Linked DNA regions of Mus musculus: regions 1, 2, 3, 5, 6 and 7 are each linked to region 4. A link is a contact called in public Hi-C and promoter capture Hi-C data. All regions are on one chromosome and are shown on one strand. Each heading gives the region's core, a stretch centred on a gene start, on an enhancer-like site or on the middle of the called end of the contact. The rest is flanking DNA. Distances are from core to core; before and after follow the strand shown. Region 1 holds the start of Smcr8 (Smith-Magenis syndrome chromosome region, candidate 8 homolog (human)). Region 2 holds the start of Zswim7 (zinc finger SWIM-type containing 7). Region 3 holds the start of Dhrs7b (dehydrogenase/reductase (SDR family) member 7B). Region 4 holds the start of Mapk7 (mitogen-activated protein kinase 7). Region 5 holds the start of Shmt1 (serine hydroxymethyltransferase 1 (soluble)). Region 6 holds the start of Llgl1 (LLGL1 scribble cell polarity complex component). Region 7 holds the start of Tmem11 (transmembrane protein 11).

What was found. Promoter capture Hi-C pulls out the DNA fragments that hold promoters and counts their contacts. Hi-C and Micro-C count contacts between places; a contact is called where the count stands out from the background. Capture Hi-C pulls out chosen DNA fragments and counts their contacts.
Region 1: a contact with region 4 is called in a Hi-C map of CD8 T cells, with 4 times the contacts expected there. The contact joins the promoter of Smcr8 here to the promoter of Mapk7 in region 4. A contact is called at or near these places in 4 of 39 promoter capture datasets (the C10 cell line, hippocampal neurons, neutrophils and 1 more), 2 of 484 Hi-C or Micro-C datasets (CD8 T cells and embryonic stem cells), 5 of 115 datasets of contacts at active chromatin or transcription factors (bone marrow-derived macrophages, embryonic forebrain, embryonic hindbrain and 2 more) and 2 of 9 other capture datasets (adipose tissue and liver).
Region 2: a contact with region 4 is called in a promoter capture Hi-C map of liver, with 2.4 times the contacts expected there. The contact joins the promoter of Zswim7 here to the promoter of Mapk7 in region 4. A contact is called at or near these places in 1 of 39 promoter capture datasets (liver), 1 of 484 Hi-C or Micro-C datasets (CD4 T cells) and 1 of 9 other capture datasets (adipose tissue).
Region 3: a contact with region 4 is called in a promoter capture Hi-C map of pre-B cells, with 3 times the contacts expected there. The contact joins the promoter of Dhrs7b here to the promoter of Mapk7 in region 4. A contact is called at or near these places in 5 of 39 promoter capture datasets (the C10 cell line, hippocampal neurons, liver and 2 more), 1 of 484 Hi-C or Micro-C datasets (pre-B cells), 4 of 115 datasets of contacts at active chromatin or transcription factors (astrocytes, craniofacial prominence, embryonic stem cells and 1 more) and 2 of 9 other capture datasets (adipose tissue and liver).
Region 5: a promoter capture Hi-C map of adipose tissue shows a contact between it and region 4. The contact joins the promoter of Shmt1 here to the promoter of Mapk7 in region 4. A contact is called at or near these places in 2 of 39 promoter capture datasets (embryonic stem cells and pre-B cells), 1 of 115 datasets of contacts at active chromatin or transcription factors (embryonic hindbrain) and 2 of 9 other capture datasets (adipose tissue and pancreatic islet).
Region 6: a Hi-C map of B cells shows a contact between it and region 4, with 13 read pairs. The contact joins the promoter of Llgl1 here to the promoter of Mapk7 in region 4. A contact is called at or near these places in 1 of 39 promoter capture datasets (pre-B cells), 2 of 484 Hi-C or Micro-C datasets (B cells and embryonic stem cells), 6 of 115 datasets of contacts at active chromatin or transcription factors (the 230-238 cell line, bone marrow-derived macrophages, embryonic hindbrain and 3 more) and 2 of 9 other capture datasets (adipose tissue and liver).
Region 7: a promoter capture Hi-C map of pre-B cells shows a contact between it and region 4, with 3 times the contacts expected there. The contact joins the promoter of Tmem11 here to the promoter of Mapk7 in region 4. A contact is called at or near these places in 7 of 39 promoter capture datasets (the 3T3-L1 cell line, 3T3-L1-derived adipocytes, the C10 cell line and 3 more), 3 of 484 Hi-C or Micro-C datasets (CD4 T cells, Th1 cells and embryonic stem cells), 10 of 115 datasets of contacts at active chromatin or transcription factors (bone marrow-derived dendritic cells, bone marrow-derived macrophages, cardiomyocytes and 7 more) and 2 of 9 other capture datasets (adipose tissue and liver).

Annotation. Positions count from the first base shown.
Region 1 is chr11:60,776,169-60,779,233 of GRCm38.p6, forward strand. It overlaps Smcr8 (Smith-Magenis syndrome chromosome region, candidate 8 homolog (human)), which reads left to right and starts at 1,357. Exons shown (of 2, transcript NM_001085440.1): 1 at 1,357-3,065. The coding sequence starts at 1,860. It overlaps Top3a (topoisomerase (DNA) III alpha), which reads right to left and starts at 1,197. Exons shown (of 19, transcript NM_009410.3): 1 at 754-1,197. The coding sequence starts at 933.
Region 2 is chr11:62,279,558-62,282,677 of GRCm38.p6, forward strand. It overlaps Zswim7 (zinc finger SWIM-type containing 7), which reads right to left and starts at 1,838. Exons shown (of 5, transcript NM_027198.1): 1 at 1,700-1,838. The coding sequence starts at 1,775. Ttc19 (tetratricopeptide repeat domain 19) reads left to right here and starts at 1,916. Exons shown (of 10, transcript NM_028360.2): 1 at 1,916-2,136; 2 at 2,228-2,331. The coding sequence starts at 1,956.
Region 3 is chr11:60,828,924-60,831,935 of GRCm38.p6, forward strand. Dhrs7b (dehydrogenase/reductase (SDR family) member 7B) reads left to right here and starts at 1,708. Exons shown (of 7, transcript NM_145428.2): 1 at 1,708-1,808. The coding sequence starts at 1,789.
Region 4 is chr11:61,492,732-61,496,198 of GRCm38.p6, forward strand. Mapk7 (mitogen-activated protein kinase 7) reads right to left here and starts at 1,535. Exons shown (of 7, transcript NM_011841.2): 1 at 1,349-1,535; 2 at 916-1,223; 3 at 173-338. The coding sequence starts at 1,147.
Region 5 is chr11:60,809,809-60,813,075 of GRCm38.p6, forward strand. It overlaps Shmt1 (serine hydroxymethyltransferase 1 (soluble)), which reads right to left and starts at 1,457. Exons shown (of 12, transcript NM_009171.2): 1 at 1,096-1,457.
Region 6 is chr11:60,697,790-60,701,057 of GRCm38.p6, forward strand. Llgl1 (LLGL1 scribble cell polarity complex component) reads left to right here and starts at 1,911. Exons shown (of 21, transcript NM_001159404.2): 1 at 1,911-2,152. The coding sequence starts at 2,072.
Region 7 is chr11:60,877,374-60,880,367 of GRCm38.p6, forward strand. Tmem11 (transmembrane protein 11) reads right to left here and starts at 1,665. Exons shown (of 2, transcript NM_173453.3): 1 at 1,340-1,665. The coding sequence starts at 1,395.

The DNA of each region.
Region 1 (3,065 bases), core at 107-2,606, 720 kb before region 4:
CCCTGTCTCCAAAACAGAAAAGAAAAAATTATTACTCAAAGACATTTTTAAGAGGTGAAGTAGTTAGGGGCCAGCGCCCACCTAACCTTGGCTCCCCCTTCCGGGTATTTTAAAACTGGAGGCAGAGGTCTGGAGATCCAACTGTTTGCAAAGAAAAGGGAACAGCTCCTAGGAAGGGCCTCCAGCTGAATGATAACGCAACAGTCCTTGGGGTTTTACCCTTCTCACCTCCGTTTTGTCAGGAGACAATCCTATCTTTCGTGTATCTTAGAATCAGTCTATAGGAGTAGTAATTGACTTCTCTAGTTCCTAAACCTAAGTGTTACCCCTAGGGTGCCACCACCCTAGTCACAGGGTCTGCAGAAGGCAGGGACAGGATTCCATAAGTAAGGCTTGAACGCCAAGATAAAGGAGTTGGTTACCGCTTTCCAATACTACTGAACTTGTGATTGACCAAGGAAGAGTTTTAAAATACACGTGTTCTCACACTCCAGACCCAAAGAAGGGAGAGCAATGCTCCACTGGTATGTGAGCCGAGCAGACAGATCCGGCGAGCAAAGGTCTATCAAAAGCGTGAAAAGGTTTTACATTTACAAAAAGCCTGAAGGCTAGGGAGAAACCGAGAAGTGAGGGCGGCCGGGAGGGGCCTCTCGCAAAATAGGCGGAGTCGCTTTCGCCCGGGCTCCCGGTACCCAACGCGCTGTCGGACTTTGTGGGCGTTCCTCAGGGAAGCAGAACCCAAGTGCTTCTTACCCGCCTCATACGCCCGTTGGACAGCAAGTCGGCGATCCCCTTGGCAGCGTCGTTTTTCTCCGCCACGCAGAGAACTTTTCGCACTCCTCGGAAGGCCACTTCCATGGCAGCGCGGGACAGGGCACGGCCTCCAGGCCGTCGGTGCCACTGAAACGCTAAGAGGGTGACCGGGAAGATCATTCCCTAGGTCCTGCTCCAGCAGCAACTCCACGGGTGCCCGTGCATGCTGGAGAACCCAGAGGAAAAGCCACGAGGAACTGTGAGAGCCACCTTAATAAATGCAGTTTTTCCAGGCAACTGCCGCCTCGATCAGAAACCCACACGTCCGAGTCTCGCTTAAACTCGCGCTCACAGACAACTTCCGCCCACTGCGCCACTAAGCAGCCTTGAACTACAACTCCCAGAATGCCTCATGCCCTGTGCACGTTCCTCCAACACCGTTTCTCCTCCTCCCTTCCACCCCACTGTATTCTACTTTCCTTTTCTTTATGACAATGGGTAGTTAACGGGACTTGTCCTCTGGAAGATCTGATTGGCAGGGCCTCTTAAAAGGCGCCACTAACTTGGAAGTCTGTGTGGGCGTTTCCGGGTCACGCGACGCTGATGCTGGGGAGTCATGTGATACCAAGATGGCGGTGCCGCGGTAGCTTCCCTGGGACAGTACGGTCCTAGGAGCGGCGACAGTTTCTGCCCTTAGGTCGTGGGGAGACTCATTTGACTGATTCTGCGGTAGCCCGTGGCGAGGATTAATGACACGATCAGAGCTGGGACTGTTGATGTCGCCGGTAGGTTCCGGGGAGTGCTGGTGACCTAGCTTCAGGAACCTTGCGCCGGCCCGGGCAAACGCTGGAGAATGGCCAGCCTCCGTCATCTGGACCTGCAGCTTTGGAGTTCATGAGGCTTGCCCAGGGCATCACAGGTCCCAAACCTTGAGAGTCTGCGGCAATTCGAGTTCTTCGTTGTGTGACAGGGCAGTTTAGGATCCCCGGAAGTGCAAAGAAGGCCGCAAGAACTTCGTTTTCGCATCCAGAGGCCTGACTCTCCCTCCGACCAACCCTACATTATTTTCCATTTCCTCTCAATGTGCTTGCCATATTTCAGGAAATATGATCAGCGCCCCTGATGTGGTGGCCTTCACCAAGGAAGATGAATACGAGGAAGAACCTTACAATGAGCCCGCTTTGCCTGAGGAGTACTCAGTCCCTCTCTTTCCTTATGCCAGCCAGGGGGCAAACCCCTGGTCTAAACTGTCTGGGGCCAAGTTCTCCAGGGACTTCATCCTCATTTCCGAGTTCTCTGAGCAGGTGGGACCCCAGCCCTTGCTTACCATCCCCAATGACACCAAAGTTTTTGGCACTTTTGATCTTAATTACTTCTCTTTGCGGATTATGTCGGTGGATTACCAGGCTTCATTCGTAGGCCATCCTCCCGGTTCTGCCTACCCCAAGTTGAACTTTGTGGAAGACTCTAAAGTGGTACTGGGAGACTCTAAGGAAGGGGCCTTTGCATATGTGCACCACCTCACCTTGTACGACCTGGAGGCCAGGGGCTTTGTGAGGCCCTTTTGTATGGCTTATATCTCCGCAGACCAGCATAAAATCATGCAGCAGTTCCAAGAGCTCTCGGCCGAATTTTCCAAAGCATCTGAGTGCTTGAAGATGGGCAACAGGAAGGCATTCGCTGGGGAACTTGAAAAAAAGCTGAAAGACTTGGATTACACAAGGACAGTGCTACACACAGAAACCGAGATCCAGAAGAAAGCCAACGACAAGGGTTTTTATTCTTCTCAGGCGATTGAGAAAGCCAATGAACTGGCCAATGTGGAGAAGTCCATCATCGAACATCAAGATTTGCTGAGGCAGATCCGCTCATACCCTCGTCAGAAGACGAAGATCCCTGACTTGCAGCCTGGTGATACAGAGCATACCCAGGATCAGGCTGACCAGGTATCCACTACCTCTAATCCTGAGGAGTCCGCTAATGCAGACCTTTATACCTGCAGACCGGCTTACACCCCCAAACTCATCAAAGCAAAGTCCACCAAGTGTTTTGACAAGAAGTTGAAGACCTTGGAGGAACTCTGTGACACTGAGTATTTCACTCAGACCCTGGCCCAGCTTAGCCACATTGAACACATGTTCAGAGGAGACCTGTGCTACCTCCTGACCAGTCAGATTGACAGAGTGCTTCGAAAACAACAGCCCATAACGAATTTCCTCTTTGAAGATTTTGTAGAGGTGGATGACAGGATGGAAAAGCAAGAGAATGTACCCTCTCAGCCCAGTCAGGACAGGCTGCCTCCCAAGCCTGTA
Region 2 (3,120 bases), core at 588-3,087, 790 kb after region 4:
TTTTTCAGACATTCAAAGCCGCAAAAGCATAGTTCATGCCTTCTTCAGAAACCTACTGAGGTGTGTACTGCATACAATAAGACAGGTAACAATACACAAGTGGATCAACAAGAGGAAAGTAAACTGTAGGATGTGCTAACACAAGACCCAAACTGGGAAAAGAGAATTCCCAGTTAACACTGAAGGAAGACAGCAGCAGCCCAACCGGACAGCAGCCAGTCCATACTAGGGAAGTCGGCAGGCTCTTCGCAGATTCCTTTATGAAAATGTAACTGATAAAATGTCTTTTTTACCTTAACATTTTGAGTGGAGACCTGTGATAGTGGCATAAAATTTCAAGTTCAAGTAAAAATACATATGTAGAAAACTAAACAAGCTTAGAAAGCCGAGATGGTTATAATTCAGGGGAACCAAGTTACCCAGGAAAGGAAATCATAGCTTCTATATGGTCAAAATCATATACATGCAACCTGGACTTATATTCTGCACGGTTACCAAGGAAGATTGGGGATTAGAAAGGAATACCCAGACCCAATACTGAAAACTGCTCTACTGAAAAATAAACAGGAATTGAGAGTCTGCTCCTGTGTAAGGGGGCCCCTTCAGTTACTGGCATATGGATTAACCAACAGCCCTGTTCTGTAAAACTCATCTCGTTCCAGCATCTCAGAACATCTGTGGTCAAATCCTGGAAGCAAGACCTCACAACAGACTAACACCCCACAACTTCTTTGAAGTCAAAGCATGTTTGAATACCTGGTTGGCTGAATCTTTTACGTAAAAGACCAAAATGAGACTATTCGTTTACTTTTCTAGTCCCATTGAAGCAGTAACTCAAACCAGTTCACAGAGCACAATCAATGAACAATAGGAGTTTTGTGCTCTAATTTGGCTATCATTTAGAGAGGCTATTTTTGGGGAGAGTGCTTTAATTAGTCTACACTTCAAAAGCACCCCCCACCCCACCTCCAGTTTTTTGAGATAAAGTCTCCAGCAGCCCAGTCTGGCCTAGCATTATGTAGCTGAGGTTGACCTTAAACTTTCCCTTTTTCTTTCTTTCTTTTTTTTTTTTTTTTTTTTTTTTTTGTCTCCACTTCCCAAGTGCGGAGACTACAGCCATGTGCCCAGTCTTGTGCGGTGGTGGGGAATCCACGGCAGCTCTCTACATGCCAGGCAAGCCTCTTTACCAGCCGAGCTGCATAGTAGATCCTCATTACTAGTTTTCCCCTTTTGGTAGATCCTCCTACTCTGGTGAGTAAGCAAAGATCATCCTTGGTCGGTCATTTTGTTGGAGACAGGCATAGGGCGACCTCTACAGGCCAGAGGGAAGAAGTAATTTTCAACTTCCCGATTTTTTTTTAAAGGTTTTGCCTCCCTGAATGTTTTTTAGTAAAATCTATTTACTAAACAAAGTAGTAAACAAGGGTATTATTTTTAAACTTTGCATCACGGATTGTGGATAAAGATTCTGAGTAACTCGAAATTGTCTACGCATCTGCCATTCCGCATCCCAGCCCTCGCCCACTCCTTGGATGTACCCAGTGGCTCTCTTTAAGTACCGGGGTTCCCGCACACCGGCTCGCACTCAGGGATCTGACGTCTAGTCACTCAAATCCCTCTATTTAGTTAAGCGATTTAAGGGGCCCAGGCTTCAGGGACATAACCATGCGGGGTAAGAATAAAAGCCCGCAGGCCGTACTTCTCGCGCTGTCTCGCACAGCGGCGGCCATCTCGCTCAGGAGCTCTTCCACCACCTCCGGGAGCGCGACCGCCATGGCACGCCGCCCGTCTTCTCTCCTCCCGGGCGCTGCGAACTTCACGCGCCCTGCAGGCCGGGGGCGGGGCGGGGCGGGACGAGACGGCGTGACGTCAGCATGCGTCATCGCGCATGCGGACTGGCGGGGCGTCCCGGGCCAGCCGTGGCTTAGTGGATCTCTGAGGGAGGACCCGTCGGCATGTTCCGGTTGCTTCGCTGGCGTCTGGGTCGAACCCTGCTGCGGGCCGCGGGCCGGCGGTGTGGGGGTTGTACGGCGCGCCTGCTGCCGGAGCGGACGGGCGACGCGGGGACGGGCGCGGAGCGGCTGCGGACCCGAGGCGCGCCGGCGCGGGGGCACGGGGTGCTGCCGCTGTTGGCAGGTGAGCGGTGCGCTCCGGGCGGGGCCGGCCCGGCGGGGGCGGGGACGCGGGCACGGGCCGGTCCCGGTGACCTCTGAGCCGCTTCTCGCAGCTCTCGCCTGGTTCTCGCGACCCGCGGCGACGGCCGAGCAGCCGGGAGAGGACGCGTCAGACGAGGCGGAGGCCGAGATCATCCAGCTGCTGAAGCAAGCCAAGGTGAGGGGCTCGACCGGGCGCGCGCGCTCTCTGCTCCGGTTTCCCGAGGCCTGGATGGATTGGCCCTGGGTGGAAGGTTGGGATCCATCCAGACTGGTCCAGAGCGAATCCTGCAGCAGAATCGCTGCAGTTGTGAGTGCAGGTGGAGACCCTCACATTTCCTTTATTTATTTATTTATTTTGTCCAAACGTATTGATTGAGGATGTTTTGCGAGGGTGGCTTTAATCAGCTAACCTCCAAGCCGAATGACATTTTGTTCATAGACTATGAATGACGCCCCGAAAATGCAATTTAGTATCGTTTATGCCTATTGGTTTGCGTCTAAATCTGTTTCTCCACATCCTTTTTTTCCCCCCTCCAGGTTTATTTCATCTCTTCCTACGGGTTCAATATCGACTTAATGCCAACAACGTCCAGATTTGTGTTCAGACTGCAGTGTGTCATTGACATGCTGTCTCTATTGCAAGGCCACAGCTATCTCTCAGATTTAGCATGCCCGGGACTAAGCACTTTTTCTTAAATTCCTTCCCCCCAAATATGGCTTTAACAGTGTTCTCTCTATCACCTAAAAAATTAAGCCTAAAAAATCATAGTGGTTCCTCAGGCGGACCCCTGTGTTTGAAACCAGCTTGCTCTACAAAGCAAGTCCAGGACAGCCAGGATTCTGTTACACAGAGAAACCCTGTCTCAAAAAAGAGGAGAAAAAAAAAAAAAAAAACAGAAAATAATCATAATTGTTCTTAAAGTGTGTTGTTGATAATTCCCAGTTACAGCAGTAAACACAGTTG
Region 3 (3,012 bases), core at 458-2,957, 660 kb before region 4:
AAAGCTAGTGCTTTTTGACAGAAACCTGGACTTCTAAGTACCTTAAGAGTCTGAATCCTATTTCCATTTTCCATTTAAGCTGGCTTCCTTGGACAATACTTTGGCAGGATAATCTTATGCCTTTTTGCTATTGGCAGATGGATGTGGAAGTCTGTAAATTCCACTTGTCCTTCACTGACACCTAGAGGAACTCTTTGTTACTATTTGGTACAAATGGAAGTCCAGACTTCTAATAAGTCTCCATTGACACTGGGAGGGGAAAGAGTGTTTAGTTATTGCTCTCTGCATGGCCTCTTTTCACACGTGGGAAGTGGTCTTGTCAGTGAGGGATGGAATTCCGACTCAACTCTCTACTTGGCTTCAGCTTACACAGAGAAGGGTGTGTGTCTGTGTGACTCCTTACACTTAAGTGGGGGTGGAAAGAGGAGGCTAGAGAGAATGGAGGAGAGTATGCCCAAAGTACATTATAAACTTGCATGAAATATCTTTATGCAAGCTCCTCTCATCTACAATAAACAGTCAATAATGAACATACAATAAATTTGCTGAGCAATAGTGGCTCATGCCCTTAATCCCATCACTCAGAAGGCAGAGGCAGGCAGATCTCTGAGGCCAGCCTGGTCTACAGGGTAAATTCCAGGACAACTGGGACTACACAGAGAGACCCTGTCTTGAAAAACTAAGATAATAATTTTTTCTGCAAACTTTGTATCTTTTGAAATAAAATTTATTTCCAGCTATATGTATTACAAATTGTATTGCTTATACACTCTCTTGTGTTGTTGACGTTGTTGTTATAATTATTATCTTGAGACAAGGTCTCTCTCTGTAGTCCTGGGTGTCCTGAAACTCGCGATGTAGACCAGGCTAGTCTTGAACTCACAGCACTTGGAAGGCAGAGGCTGGCAGATCTCTGTGAGTTCGAGGTCAGCCTGGTGTAAAGAACGAGTTCCAAGACAGCCAAGGCTACATAAAGAAAGCACTGGTCTCAAAAACCCAAAAAGAGGCGGGGTGAGGGGGAGAAAGAAAGAAAGAAAAAGAATAAAGAAAGTTCCTAGACTTAGCACTATTAATAGTATTAATATTACATGTAATAGTGACATATATGTATGTATATATATGTATATATGTACACATATGTATTTATGTATATATGTATGTATGTATATAATGTATGTATGTAATATATATATATACATATATATATATATATATATATATATATATATATATATATAATAGTAATACTAGAATAGTACGTTCCTAGTTGTGTTAAATGTGGCTCCTTGTTGGAAGGAAAAGTGACTACTTATGTGTAGGTCTGTTTCTAACCTCCTTAAAAAACAAAAACAAAAACCGAGCCCCCTCTCCCCATCTTTGTAACAACATCACATCGCCGTTTATAATAATCTTGGCAACTGTAGCATTTATTTTTGCTTTTTGAAGCAGTGTCATGCAGCCTAGCCCAAAGGGGACCTTGTATTCCTGAGCTGCCTCCCTTCATTTCTCAAGTACTCGGATAACAGCCATATGCCATCAAACTCAGCTTTGCAGAGCAAGTTCAGTTTTTTCTGAAAACCGATGGAACCCAAACCACTACTTAGAATTTTCCTCCGGAAGATTTACGGTATAGGACTTAAGCAGACTGACGTCATTTAGACCGCAAAGGCTAAACTCTACCTCTGTTGGGCGCATCTTCAGAGCGCATGTGCTTCCCGAGTATTGTGATTGGACGGAACCAAGCTGCATTTCGTCAATTCCGAGGCGGGAGCATGAAGTTGATTGACCATGATCTCTCCGTCCTTTAGGTAAAGGCTAGGGATGTTGCAACCTCTTGGTGAGTGGAAATGAGGACGGTGTCCTGTCTAAAGCGGAGGCGCGGGGTACATCTGCTTTAAGTGACTGAGTGAGGCTGAGCACGTTCTGGGGAGGCTGTGGATCCTGATAGCTTCCGGTTCCCCGCGGCGCCCCACAGTGAAGGAAGCAGGGTTCAGGCACTCCGCCCCGGCACGCTCATCGCGGAGATCACCTGGTCTCTGTGTGTGCGTTTCAGGGTCTGGAGCCTAGAGCGCGCAAGGTCGCGTGTGCATAGCTACTGTGGCATGACCCCAGTGGCACTCCTGCCCGGGGATGGTTAGGAGATCTGGGTTTTCGGAAAGGGCGAGCAAGATTCTGACTTTGGAACATCCATGAGAACAGCTTTCTTAGATTAGACACTTCCAACCCTAACTGTGCCGGTTAGCAGGTGCAACTGTGGGTGGATGCCTTAAACATTCAGCGACCGTTTCTTCAGTTAAAACTTTAGAAATATGGCAGTAGTGAAGAGTAAATAAGTTTTTGCTTGCAAGGGCTTAGCTAGTGGCTACATGTACTCAACACATGGTACTCATACATTACTCTCAGTTCATTAGCCTTTAGTATAGTGATTTGAGAGTTAATACATACGCCTTTCCACACAAACACTTGCACTAGCTCTCAGGTGGGTATTTACTTTTGTTATTTTTCCTTTTTATGCGATATTTTATTAAATGTCTTTACAGGACAACAGCCAGCCTCCAGACACAGCTGCTAAGACCCTGTAGGCACTGACTGGGACATGTTAGTTGGCTCTGGCTTCCCACCTTTTTGTTCTGAGATGGTGGTGGTGGGCAGGATCTCATGTTTGGGATCCAGGATGCTCACATGGTCAAGCAGAGGGTTGAAGGGCTGACCTTAACACTTGGGTGCCAGGGCAGCATGATCTTTAGTGCCCAGCACATCCTGTCTGAGCAATACACAGTGCAGGCAATGTCAATACAGTAACTAAAAGAGTCTCCACTGTGCATATCCACAGCCTTCATTGGCCCTCTGTCCTTAGAGCTTCCCATAACCCACAGCCTTGGAAGCCCTTGGCCCCACTGTAGCTGTCTTTAGATACACCAGAAGAGGGCATCAGATCACATTACGGATGGTTGTGAGCCACCATGTGGTTGCTGGGAATTGAACTCAGGACCTTCGGAAGAGCAGTCAGTG
Region 4 (3,467 bases), core at 285-2,784:
CGACATCCCCAGCCCTTGCCCTCTTGAGAGATAAGAACTGTCCCTACCAATGTCCTGGACTCACAGCCCGCATCACTCTGGGTTCAACCGCCCTGCCAGAACTTCAGTATTACTGAACCTGGGCTTCTAAGCTGATCCCGACTGTGTCTCCTCCTCCTGGCCCACTCCTTACACAGATCTGAATTCTCCATAGGGCACAGTAGGCTTCAGGATGTCCTTGATGGCGATGATATTGTCGTGTTTGAAGTGTTTGAGGATCTTCAGCTCCCTGAGGGTCCGTTTGGCATTGGTCACCACATCAAAAGCATTAGGTATCTTCTTGATGGCCACCTGCTGGCCTGGGGAGCAGGAAAAGGGCATATACCAGAGAGTACCTTCAAGTTAGCTGCAGGTCCCTTCCAGCACTGCTCTTCTGGAGCCCAGATAGCAGTAAGTACCTACTGTGTGCAGGGCCCTGTGTGTAACATATATCAAATTTTAATTTCGCAACTGCCTCGTGAAACGGCTGCTAATAGCTCACATAGAGAGGAGGCGCGGCTAGTTAGCAGTGGTTGTGACTGTACTAACTGATCCTCCCTCCCTCCCTCCTCACATAGTCAGTCCATCCCAGATCCTCCCCATTCTTCCACCACTCCATCGTGCCAATCTCTGGCTCTAGAACATATCTCTTTTGGACACCAAAGAGCATCTCTCTATTCTGGCTTACAGGGAATATCCTTTTCCTAAGGAGAAAGTAGGCTGACTGGGAGAAGCAGGGGTTCCTGAGAAGGGTACCTAACGGGGAGCTGGCACCTAGTCCGTAAGCGTGAGTGGAACCAGAATCCCCGGCGCAGCTGATCCTCCTGGGACCGTGCGGGTTCCTCACCGCCTCTGGAAAGCAGTCCACACATGCTGAGCCTCAGGAAGCCAGCTCACCCGTGAGGCGGCGGCGCGCCGAAGACACCACCCCGTAGGCCCCATTGCCTATGGTCTCGATGATCTCGTACTCGTCCCCCACGTCAAAGGTCACGTCGAAGGAGCGGGCTTTGAGCAGGGCCAGGTTCTTGGCCACCACAGAGGCAGCGGTGTGAACGGGTTCTGCCTTCACCCTCCCAGGGGGCTCCCCAGAGCCATCTTCGCCGTCCTCCTCCTTCAGCGGTTCGGCCATGGTCTGTACGAAGCGCTGATGAGAAGATCGTCCTGAGGGCCTCTCAGTTCCGCCTCTGTGGGTTTGGAGGCAGGACCTGTGCAGCAGGCGAGAGGGGACCGCTGGCACAGAGAACCCCACGGCCCAGGATCCAGGGGGGCGCGGCGCGGCCCCGGAAGAAAGGGAGGGGCGGGGCGCTGGGACTCCCGGGATCGCACTCACCGACCGGCCGGCACCCCGCCGCCACGCCTCCTCGGGAATTTGGGATTCCTGAGTCTTGCCAACCCAGTGATGAGTGTTCCCCCGGGCTCGCTCACTTAACAAGAACCGCGGCCACCACCAAAGCCTCGCGTGCGCCGAAGCAGACCACCCCACCGGCCGCCCCGGGACCACGCTCCTCCAGCTCCCAGCCAATCGTTGAGCGGCCTCCGTGGAGGTTCCCACCCCTTTATTTTACTCTGTCCAATCAAAACTTACCGGACGGGAAAACCGCGCCCTTGTCAATCACGCGCGCGCGCGCGCGCGCCCAGCTGTCCCACTCCGGGCGGGAGCCGCCCAAGGGGTGATGCGTGCTCCTCAGGGGTGCGCGCGCAGCCCCGCACCATGCTCTCACGCATGCGTACTAGCAGCCTCCGGAGCTTGGGTGGTGGGGGGGAAGCGAGCAAGGCCCCACCAAGTTCTCTTGTACTTCTGAGCCTACTCGCTCCACAGGCCCGAAGGGCGGAGATAAGGGAGGGAGGAGGGGTGTTACCTAGGCAACAAGCTCCGCACCCCCCCACCCCCACCCCGTCCTTTTGGCTCCTCTTCCTTCCTTGTTAGCTTTATTTCCTAGGGAATTTGCTGCGCACTCTTTCGGCGCCGGAAGTTCTGGACGCCTTACCCCGGAGTAGTGACCAGAGACCCCAGTCTTTAGAGCGTCGCTGACTTGTTTTCCCCCACCCCCCCAACCACTCCAACACCCCCACCCCCACCCCCAGCCAGTGAGGACCTGGCGGGGATGCGCATGCGCTCTGAACCGGGCCAGACCCAACAACTTTTTCCCTTTCCTCTTCCATTTTTCCTCCATCCGGCTGGGACGTCCGGTTGAGGCAAAAGTGAGCATTGTTAACTCGAGAGCTAGAAAAGTTCTCGGTAGGCAGCTTAAGTCTCCAATCTCCAAAGAGATTCGGGATTCCCAGTGAGACAAGAAAAGTGTGGAGAGGGAAACTGGGATGAAATCCAGTAAAGTCTGAGTGTCCCCTTGACATTTATTACTGAGTTCTCAATCAAAAGCCAAAGGTTGAGTCTAAAGCAGAAATGGATCTTAGATATCATACACGGTTGTTTGTGTTGCCCAGCATTTGGTACTACATGCAGAAAGTTTCACACATCAATTCATTTTCACAAACTTAATACCTGCGCCTTTGATTTAGATTAAAATTTCTAAAAAAACTGGATGTACCGGCTCATGCTTTTAGTCCCAGCACTGAACAGGCAGAGGCTGGCCTCAAATTGACAGAGAGCTGCCTGCCTCTGCCTCCTGAGCGCTAAGATTAAAGGTGTTCACTGCCTGGCTAAATGACTATTTTGACAGAATGTTCAGAGAGTCTCAATTCAGTGTTACCGGGGCATGGGAAAGAAGGTGGAAAGTATTTAAATGGATGTCTTTAGAGGTTAGTGAAGATTTTATCTTAAATTCAGCGTGTTCAGCTAAGACCCCTCAGGTAGACTTTGGCTGAAATGTTCCTCTGTTCCCAGCAGTCTTGGGTATTTTTTGCTGAGCAGATAGTTCCTGTGCATGGCACAGGGATCTGCAGAAAAAAAATGCCTGCAAGGGGGAAGAGTTGAAAGAGGACGGAATCTGGTATTTTACTAGATAATGCAAGATTCTTATTCTTTGGAGCTGTTCCAGGGTAGACACAGCTCAGTTGAAGATTATTTGCCTGTGCTTCAGATAGGAAGTTACCCCTCATGGAATCAGATTTGTCACCATCAGGCCAGCATTTGCACACAGCAGAAACAGGCTGGAACCCCACCACTGAAGGATATAGCTTCTTCAGTCCACCACTACCCTCCACCACTCTGCCATACCTCTCAGCCCTGGCTCAGTAAATGACGTCACTTTAGTACTTGGACCTCTGTGTTCTGCACCTTATAAAAGCCAGGAAAATGAACTGGCCCAGAAGATTATAGTTTCAAAAATAAAAGTGAGACCAAGCATACGGGTGGGGGCGGTCGGGGAGCTAATGAAGACTATCAACGTGACATGTACAAAACTCACCTTTCCGGCTTCTGAGCCCTGGTTGGCCATGGTCAGGCTTCTGACCTGGCTCTGGTTTAGCTCAGGATCCCAAGCTCAGGC
Region 5 (3,267 bases), core at 207-2,706, 680 kb before region 4:
TCAGTCAGGTATTTAATAGTTTTCAACAACAACAACAAGGTCTCCATATAGAACTATCCTGGAATCACTATGTAGACCATGCTGGCACTGAACTCTGCCTACTTCTACCTCTTTGTCTGCTGGGTGGGATTAAAGGCCATACACCACAATACCCAGGCCAGGGCATTAGTTTTATGTTTTTAGAGAGGGTTTTTCTATGTAGACCAGGCTGGCCTTGAATTCACAGAGATCTTCCTGCGTGTGCCACCACCACTCCTGGCTTACTTAGGGCTTACTTAGGAAGAAGATCTTCACACTATAGACTTTTGATTATTTTGTTTTCCAAGACAGGGTCTCTCTGCAGAGCCCTGGCTGCTGAACTGTCGTTTTTGAGCTAACTTTGGGGAAAACATACAGCATTTCCTTATTACTGTCTATAGGTCTGCCAAAGTCCATACCCACGTGTTAGGCTGTAATGGGGACAGGAACAGTGCGAGTCTCTCTGTGCCCTGCTTTATAAAGAGAGGAGGCTCTCAAAGGCCTTGGAGTGGCTTTAACTAAGGTCATATAACAGAGGCAGAATGTGAACTCCTGTTTACTTTTGGTGCTTCCCAGAATCCTGGGTAACACAATTACTCACCTCCATTCAATTTCCCCTCAAGGAAGAAATTTTAAATGTATTCTGTACGGAGCCTAAACTGGTGTTTCTGGTCCAGCAACTGCCTGGCTCAATTAAACACATTTGTGCTTGCTTCAGCTAACCAAAGGTCACCTAACTTCCAGACCTTGAAATAGAGGCACTGGGCTAAGAACGCTACAAGCCAACCTGTCCCCTAGATAGAGTAACGCACTGCAGATAATCAGGGTTGTACTAGTAAATCAAAAGCAGTGATTACAGACAAACCTCGGAAGCTTCGTTAACATGTATAAACCAAGGGGTTCCATCCCAGCACCACATGAACCGAGAGCGATAGCTCTTACTGGTGAGGTGGAGGCAGAACCATTAGAAGTTCAAGGTCATCCTTGGCTACACATCAAGTTCGAGGACAGCATGTGTGACACTCACACCTCAAACAAAACAAAAAGAAACAATCGCAAAGATTAGAAATTACATACCTTGTATTAGGAGCGTGGATTTTGTGAAAAGGTTCCAACCCTTGGTGCAGGGTGGCCTCCAGTTCACTTGGTTTCGGGAGCTGGCCGTAAACGTCTGTTCCTCCGGTCTTTATGAAAGGGACTAAACGCGTTGTGGTGGCGCACGCCTTTAATCCCAGCACTAGGGAGGCAGAGGCAAGTGGATCGCCGAATTCCTGGAGAGCGCGCGGAAAGTGACCACAGCAACACCTCCAGCCGGAACCCCGCAGCGGGCTGTCCTAACAGCCCAGCACGTGCTCCGGGAACCAGCCTCCCCACCACGTGACACACCACGTCCGGGGGAAACCCAAACTTGGCGCGCAGAGGCCGGAGCTCCACTAAACTCTCCCCAGCGCAGCCTGGTCCCGCCCCGCCCCTACAGCGGCCCAATCAGTGGGAGCATCCAGGTAGAGCCCGCCCCCAGCTGCCCACGCGCGATTCGCCCGCGCTCAGAGCAGGGCAAAGCCTGACGGAAAAAAAAAAAAAAAAAAAGAGCTCTGAACTGGAGGGGGTGGGAAGGAGGAGGGGACTGGGCGGTTCCTTACCTTGGGACCTGGGACTTTTGGGCAGTATTGCTGATTGTAGGAGTGTTTTGTGATCCAGAAGACCTGGATAGGATTGGGGATCGAGCCTGGTTCGGGTTCAGTTTCCAGTAACTAATGCACAAGTGTCCAGGGGATCTGCCTCCAGAGTTCTAGGATTAAAAGTATGTGCTACCATGCCTGACATAAATAGATCTTTTTTTTTTTTTTTTTTTTTGGTTTTTTGAGACAGGGTTTTTCTGTCTAGCCCTGGCTGTCCTGGAACTCGCTCTGTAGACCAGGCTGGCCTCGAACTCAGAAATCCACCTGCCTCTGCCTCCCAAGTGCTGGATTAAAGGCGTGCGCCACCACCGCGGGTCCTGGTGTCAGCCCACAGTAATCCCTATCTCAAATAAATAAGTAAACAAAAAAACAAACAAGACAAACAAAAACCCAGCTGGCATGACCAGAACTCTACAGGCTTTGGCAGAGGGATCTTGAGACAGAGGGCAACCTGACTAAATACCAAGATTCAGGCTAGCTGGCTGTCTCAAATATTAAAATGAGGCTGGCTGTGTGGCTCGGTGTTAGAGAGCCTGCTTAGCCTAAACAAGAGTTTGCGTTGTTTGTGTTACACACGCTAGTAAAAACGAATGAAGCAAATCATATTGCCATGGGGCTAGAGAGATGGATCAGTGGTTAAGAGCATTTGTTGCTTTTGCCGAGGTCCTGAGTTCAATTCCCAGTACCCACATGGGTGGCTCACAACCATTTATACCTTCAGTTCCAGGGGCTCTGATGCACACTTCTGACCTCTGTGGCCAATGCATGCATGTGGTACACACATACATGCAGACAAACACTTGCATATATAAATAAAATAAATTTTTAAATATATATTATTGCCATGTGTGCATAAAAATATAAAAATACATTGTTTAGTAACAAAATTAATTTAAAATGATAAGATTTAAAAAATCATTTTAGAGTCAGGAGGTAGTAGTGCAGCCTTTAGTCCCAGCCCTCAGAAGGCAGAGGCAGGCAAAAGGGTGTTAAATCCCCTAGAACTGGAGTTATAGTTGGCTGTGAACCACCACAAGGGTTCAGAGAACAGAACCTTGGCCCTCTGCAAGAGCAGCAGTGCTCTTACCCACTGAGCCATCTCTCCAGCCCCTAATTTAAAAAAAAATAGATTTAAATAATAAAAATAAAAACAAAACCCCACAGGGCTGGAGAGATGGCTCAGCAGTTAAGAGCACTGCTGCTCTTCCAGAGGACCTGGGTTCAATTCCCAACACTCACATGGCAGCTCACAACAATCCGTACTCCAGTTCCAGGGGATTTAGCACCTTCGTATACATACAGGTAAAGTGTAACTTTGACAATATGTTCTCATTCTCTGGCTGATTCTGACTTCACCTGTGTCTAACTTGTTCTCTCTCTGCAACCTGTCTCTCTCTAACTGTCCCAGCAAAACTGCCTCCTCCTCCTCCTTTTTCTTTTCTCTCTGTGCTGTTCTCTCTTAAGTACCTGTATTAGTCAGGGTTCTCTAGAGTCACAGAACTTATGGGTAGTCTTTGATGACTTAGAATCTGAAGTCCAACTCCCCAACAATGGTCAACAGCAGCTGTGA
Region 6 (3,268 bases), core at 661-3,160, 790 kb before region 4:
TCAGGACCTCAAAGAGCATCCTGTATTCCTGTGTTCCTTACTGCTGAGCCATCTCTCCAGCCTTAAAAGTCATTCCTTTTCTTTTTCTTTTTTTTTAAAGGCGTGTGCCACCACTTCCCCGCAAAGATCTATTTATTTATTATATATAAGTACACTGTGTCTTCAGGCACACCAAAAGAGGACATCTGATCTCATGAGCCACCATGTGGTTGCTGGGATCTGAACTCAAGACCTCTGGAAGAGCAGTCAGTGCTCTTAACCACTGAGCCATCTCTCTAGCCCCTTAAAAGTCATTCTTTTTTGTTGTTGTTTTGTTTTTTGAGACAGGGTTTCTCTGTGTAGCCTTGGCTGTCCTGGAACTCACTCTGGAGGCCAGGCTGACCTCGAACTCAGAAATCTGCCTGCTTCTGCCTCCCAAGTGCTGGGATTAAAGGCGTATGCCACCACTGCCCGGTAAAAGTCATTCTTATTGGCTATCAAACAACAGAAGTTATTTGTTGCTGTTTTGTTGTCTGGTGTTTGGGGTTTTTTGTTTGTTTGTTTTGTTTTTGTGACTGCAGTGTAAAATTTCTGGGGATTGGTTACTTGGGTAACCTAATAAACTTTTACTGCAGAGATGAGGGTAGAGAAAGCTGGTGCTGAGGTAGAGCATGTCCTGAGCATTTGCAAGGTTGAAATCCAACATGGGGTAGCACAAGGACTGTAGCCTAGGCCTCTGAGTTGCTTCTGATCATGACTTGTGTGGGGCTGATCTTGGTCTGTGTTGGCTGCCACTGTTTCTTCCTCTGTGCATCTGGGGTGATATCACTTTAAAATTGTGTGGTATCTGTGCCTCTCTCAGTGAGCTCTTAAAATCATTAAGCGTGTTGAGATCAGGAGGGGCCCTTTGCTGTCTAGCCAACCACTTTAGCTACAGCTCGGGAAAGAGCTGTGAGTCCTGAGCCCCAACTCCCAGGGCGGGTTGAGCAACGCTGGTCGTGGGCAGTTTGGAGGTAGCTAGGTCCCTGTTGCTGCAGTGCAGCTGCCTGAGGGTTAAGGGTCAACGCCTCCTCTCTTGACAAAGATGGGAGGACAGGGGCTTGGCCCGCTTAAACTCCTGGGATCTCTCCCAACACTGAGTCCCTCAGCTAGCAGGAAAAGGTTCAGCCTAGAGGCCATTGTCCAGAAGAGAAAAGTCTCGGGAGGTGGGTGGGACAGGAAGAAAGCGGGGGCGGGGCGCAGCTTTGTTCTCGGAGTTCCCTGTAGGGATGGGGGAAACAAGGGGAGAAGCTGTATCCAGCCCGCTCCTGTTCAGCCCTACGTGCCTGCCACCTCCTGCAGCCCTCCGCCCCTTTTCTTTGCCTCGCGTCCCTCTCAAGGATCTTCTGAGCCGGTGCAAACCGAAGTTCTTTGTGTTGGGTCATGAATAATAACTCTCAAGGAATTGAGATTTTCTTTTTTTTTTTTGAGACATAGTTTTACAATGTAGCTTTTGACTGGCCTGGAACTCAGAGAGATCTGCCTGCCTCTGCTTGCCACCTGATTGCCAGAATTAAAGTTATGCACAACCATCGCGGGCTCCTAGAGAGGGGTTCTTCGATAATAGTTGAGACAAAAAGCGTGGTGTGGAATACACACCGGAGGAATAGGCAAAGTAGTGATCCGTGAAAACTGGCCACACAAACTAGATAACAACGGCAAAGATGGGGGAAGTGGGACCGGGAGGGGCTAGAGAATTGTCCCTGGAATTATTAGAATGTTGTTAGCTCAGTCGTGAGTGGAAAACAACCTTTAGCAAACCACAGCCCAGCTTCCCACGGTTGGGACCCACCTTCGGACTACAAGTCCCAGCAGGCCCCGCACCATTGCGCATGCGTGACTGCCCCCCCCCCCCGGCGAGCCCGGCGAGCCCGGGGGCCCCGTCCTCGCCCATTGTCTGGCGAGCAAGGGGCGGCACGGCACGGCGGGCACGCTCACGTCGTGGGTCGGGCGGGCGTCCGTGGCGTCCCGCGCCTCCGTGCAGGCCCCGCCCCGCGCCTCAGGACCGGCGGGGCCGGGCGCATCCCGCGGCGGTGGCGGAGGCGGGCGCAAGATGATGAAGTTTCGGTTCCGGCGGCAGGGCGCCGACCCGCAGCGCGAGAAGCTTAAGCAGGAGCTCTTCGCCTTCCACAAGGTGCGGCGGCGGGGGCGCCGGCGGCTCAGGCGGGCCACATCGGGCCGCCTCTGCCCTGCGAGCGCCGCGCTGCTCGGGTGTGCCTGGTTGGGGTGTCGGGCTGCGCCCCGCGCCGTGCCGTGCGCTTTCGGGCTCCTGGTCTCTGAACCCCTGATATCTCTCCCGGTGTCCCTTGGGCTCAGTGGGGTCCTCCGACCTATCTGCCTTTCGCTCTTGGCCTCTTTTCTTTCATTTTTGGTGTGTAGCCCGGCTCGGCTGAGGGACATTCAGGGCCAGGTTTTGTTTTCTTTAACTCTTAGGCGGGCGAGAGAGGGAAAAGTGGGGGGTGGGGGGGCTGGGAAATCCCTGCGCCTCCACTTTTCTCACCAGGCTCTGCCCTACCTTGGGGTCCCTAGTTCAAGGGATGTGCTGGTCTGTATGCTCAACTGCATTTCAAACCTTAGTGCCTCAGTTTCCCCCGCCATGAAATGAGGCCAGTTTCCCCCTTGTGGATTCTGGATGTCCTTGCGACCCGGCCAGTTCCTGACCTTACTAAAGTTGGAGAGACGAGATACAGAAGAGACCCGGGAAAGGCCTCAGCTCCCACCTAGTCTGCACTGACCAGTATAGAGCCCCACAAGCCTAACTCTTATCTGTACTGGTGGGGCTCTGATTAGATGTTACTTTTATCCCAGAGCCTGTGTGCATCTTGCTGTTGAGGATTCGATTTCTCATTTCCATTACACACGTTAAAAAACAAACAAACAAACAAAAAAAAAAAAACTGAGGTTCAGTAGGGAGAGGGCCGCTTATCTTTCCTTGCCTTGCTGTGTGATAGCAGTGGAGTAGGAGTTTTGAAGCAGCTGCTACTGTCCTGAGTAGAACTTAGGGACCCTGGACTTCTCTTAGGAGGCACTTTCAGGGGGAGACCCTGCCATGGCTCAGTTTTTTCTTGTTGCGATCTCAGCAATGATCAGGGGGTGCCAGGCTTTACAGACACCATAACTAAAGAGCTGCCAGGAGAGGCTTCTCAGATGGGAGCCTCTTTTTGGCTCACCGTGAGGGTGTGCCCCATGAAACAAGAAGAGAGTGGGTTTTAGCCAGTGAATGGGGTGTGTAGTGGGGACCTCCACAGTT
Region 7 (2,994 bases), core at 415-2,914, 620 kb before region 4:
TTGGGAGGCAGAGGTAGGCGGGCCTCTGTGAGGTCAAGGCCAGCCTGGTCTATAGAGTGAGTTTCAGAACAGCCAGAGAGAGCTACACAGTAACTCTAATGACTCTACACACGTGGCTCTAAAAACAAGCAAACAGAAATATTAGGAAAGTTCTTCCCTTCTGTTGGGCTGAAATTAAAATCCTGAAAGCATCCTTAGGGATTTAAGGACTCGGAAAACAAGATAACCTCTCTGGCTGTTCTTATCTAAGAAATAAGTGGGAGTTAGGGAAAAAACAAACAAACAAACAAACAAACAAACACTCCTCGCCACTGCTTTTCCATGTCACAGTAAACGCAGAACGGATTATTTAGCATAACCGAACTCAGGAGTAAAACTGGCTACCACTTCTGCCAAGCAGGAAGACTAGTGTGGGATGGAAAAGCTGTCGTATGCAATAGCAAGAAACATGGGATGCGTCAGTCAAAAAGGAACAACGCAGATTAGTTGAGACACAACTTTTATGGTTGACAGTACTCATTGGAAACGGAGGGGAAAAAGTCAAACTTTGCTTTTTTTTTTTTTCTTTTCCTTTTTCTGACATCCACAGTAAAATGCGGAGGACTTAGCAAGACCGACTGGGCAGGTTAATCCAGTAGCGCCACCGATATACACCCACCTCCCCAAACTTCTTATCGTTGAACAGCTTCTAGTAACCTATTAGCTAAAAATAATTCCCAGAAGGAAAAGGCTACAAGTTCAACCCGAAACACGTCAACTACTCTTGTCATCCGGAAATCACTGGAAGAAACAAAACCCCTAGCGCCCCCAAACGCATTCAGTAGGAAAGGTCACTACAAAGGACTTAGGGCAGAAGTGCTCGAAGAGAACCCTCAAAAAGTGGCGACGATTGCTCGCTCACAAGGCGGCCAGGCTCAGGCTCTTGGAGGCGCGCCCGGCACGCTGCCGCTCTCAGCAAACGCCCCTATAAAGCACACGGCGCCGCGAGCCTCTACCCTCCTCCTCTCCCCGGAGCCCATCCACGCCACACCGGGCGCCCAGGCCGAGCGGGCCACGTGCGCGAGCCAGCGGCCCGGAGCCCACAGGACGCTCGGTAGGACAGCGTGGCGGCCCTCGCAGCTACTCACCCTGGCTCACCGCCCACCCGGCTGCGGGTCGCCGCCCCTCCGAGTCGCGCTCCCCTCGCTCCTGGCCGTCGCGCCGCCCCGCTCCTCCCACACCTAAGCCCCCGCGGACTGGGCCCCGCGCGTGGCGGGCACACGATCCGGAGTCGCGCGTGGCACAGAGGCTTCGCCGGCTCTGCGGTCGACCTTCGCCCGCGGTCGCGAGCCCAGCTTACCTCTCTCGGGAGCCGCCGCCGCCCGGACCCAGACGCCTCCTTCCCCACGCGGCCATCTTGGAGACTCTCGGTTCGTCGGGGGCTGGAGCCGACGCGGCTCAGGGCGCGCGGGAGCCGAAGGGAAACGTAGTCCCGTGAGCCGCGCGGACGAGGTGGGAGGTTGCGAGAAGGACTACACTGCCCACAATACCTCACGCCGGAAGCCTGCTGTAAGCTGCCGCGCGCAAGAGGGCGAGGGGGTGGGATCCGCCTTAGGAAAGAGTCTTCAAGTCGCAAAGTGCGAGTCGCTGCGCCCACCGCCTGGACGTCCTTGGGCTCCCAGAACGAGTGGCTGAAGGAGAGCGGAAAGAAAGCGCCTACCACTCCCAGAGCGCTTCGCGCGACGATCCCGCCCTCACAGCCTGAGAGGCCCAACCCTTGGCCTCGGCCCTGTTGCCCTTCACCGTGGCTTCGGCCGCTGGGGGCCTGAGTCCCCCAGTTCTCACACTTTACAATGACTTGAGCAGCTTAACCTTTCTCCTTTCCCATCTGCAGACCAGAACTCGTGCACCTTCAGTCCGAAGGTTACCTCTGCCTCCGCGGCGTCAACTGCCCCCCTCTCCTGACCGGAACTTGCCCGGCTGACAAATCCAGAGATTTTGAAGGTCTGTAGATGTGCTTGCCCTAAAACGCCTTTTCCTCCCAGTCAGGTTTTATGCTTGTCTGGTTTCTATAAAGTTCCTGGTTTTCAAATTGAATATGCAACTCCGCCTCCGATTGCCAAACTCGTAACACATGCAAGTGTGGCAAAAGAATAGGGATGTGTAGAGAGACGTCAAGAATAAGGTATGAGGGGGCTGCGGAGATTGTTCAGTACTTAAGAGCACTAACGGCTCTTTCAGGGGACTGTGGATCAGTTTCTGGCACGTGGTAGCTAACAACAGTCAGCTATTGCAGTAACGTCTGACGCCCTCTTCTGGCCTTACGACCACAGCACACGTGTAGTGCACAAAACACCCAGACACAATCAATCAATCAATCAATGCCAGTTGATAGTGCCTGGGATCCCTTCCTTGCCTGGATTACTCAATAACAAACAGCATGCAAGAGAAAAACTTGGCCTGGAGAAGGCAGGTAATGGCTAAGGACTTCAGGTTATGCATTCTTCCAGATCACTAGCCCATTCCCTACCTGAGTGTCTTTGTAAATTTTTTTTTTTTAAGTAAATTGCCTCTATTGCTAACTATGCATCTCTGATACAATTCTTTGTCCTGAGACACAAGAACCTAGGAACTTATGTAGGTGGTCCCTGTGACTCAGCCAGGAGGTAAAAATCTATGTTTTCTCTCCCATTTCCCCCTTCCTTAACTACACTCTACTACCCAGGAACATCTGTGAGAAAGCTCTCAGCTCTTTAGGAACCTGATAAAAGTGCAGGGGTGACGGGCAGTGGTGGCGCACGCCTTTAATCCCAGCACTTGGGAGGCAGAGGCAGGTGGATTTCTGAGTTCGAGGCCAGCCTGGTCTACAGAGTGAGTTCCAGGACAGCCACGGCTACAGAGAAACCCTGTCTCAAACAAACAAACAAAACAAAACAAAACAAAAAAGGTGCAGGGGCGTGTTCTCTTTCCCATTACCCTATAGCCACTGCCTAGGGGATGTCTGAACCCTTTTCT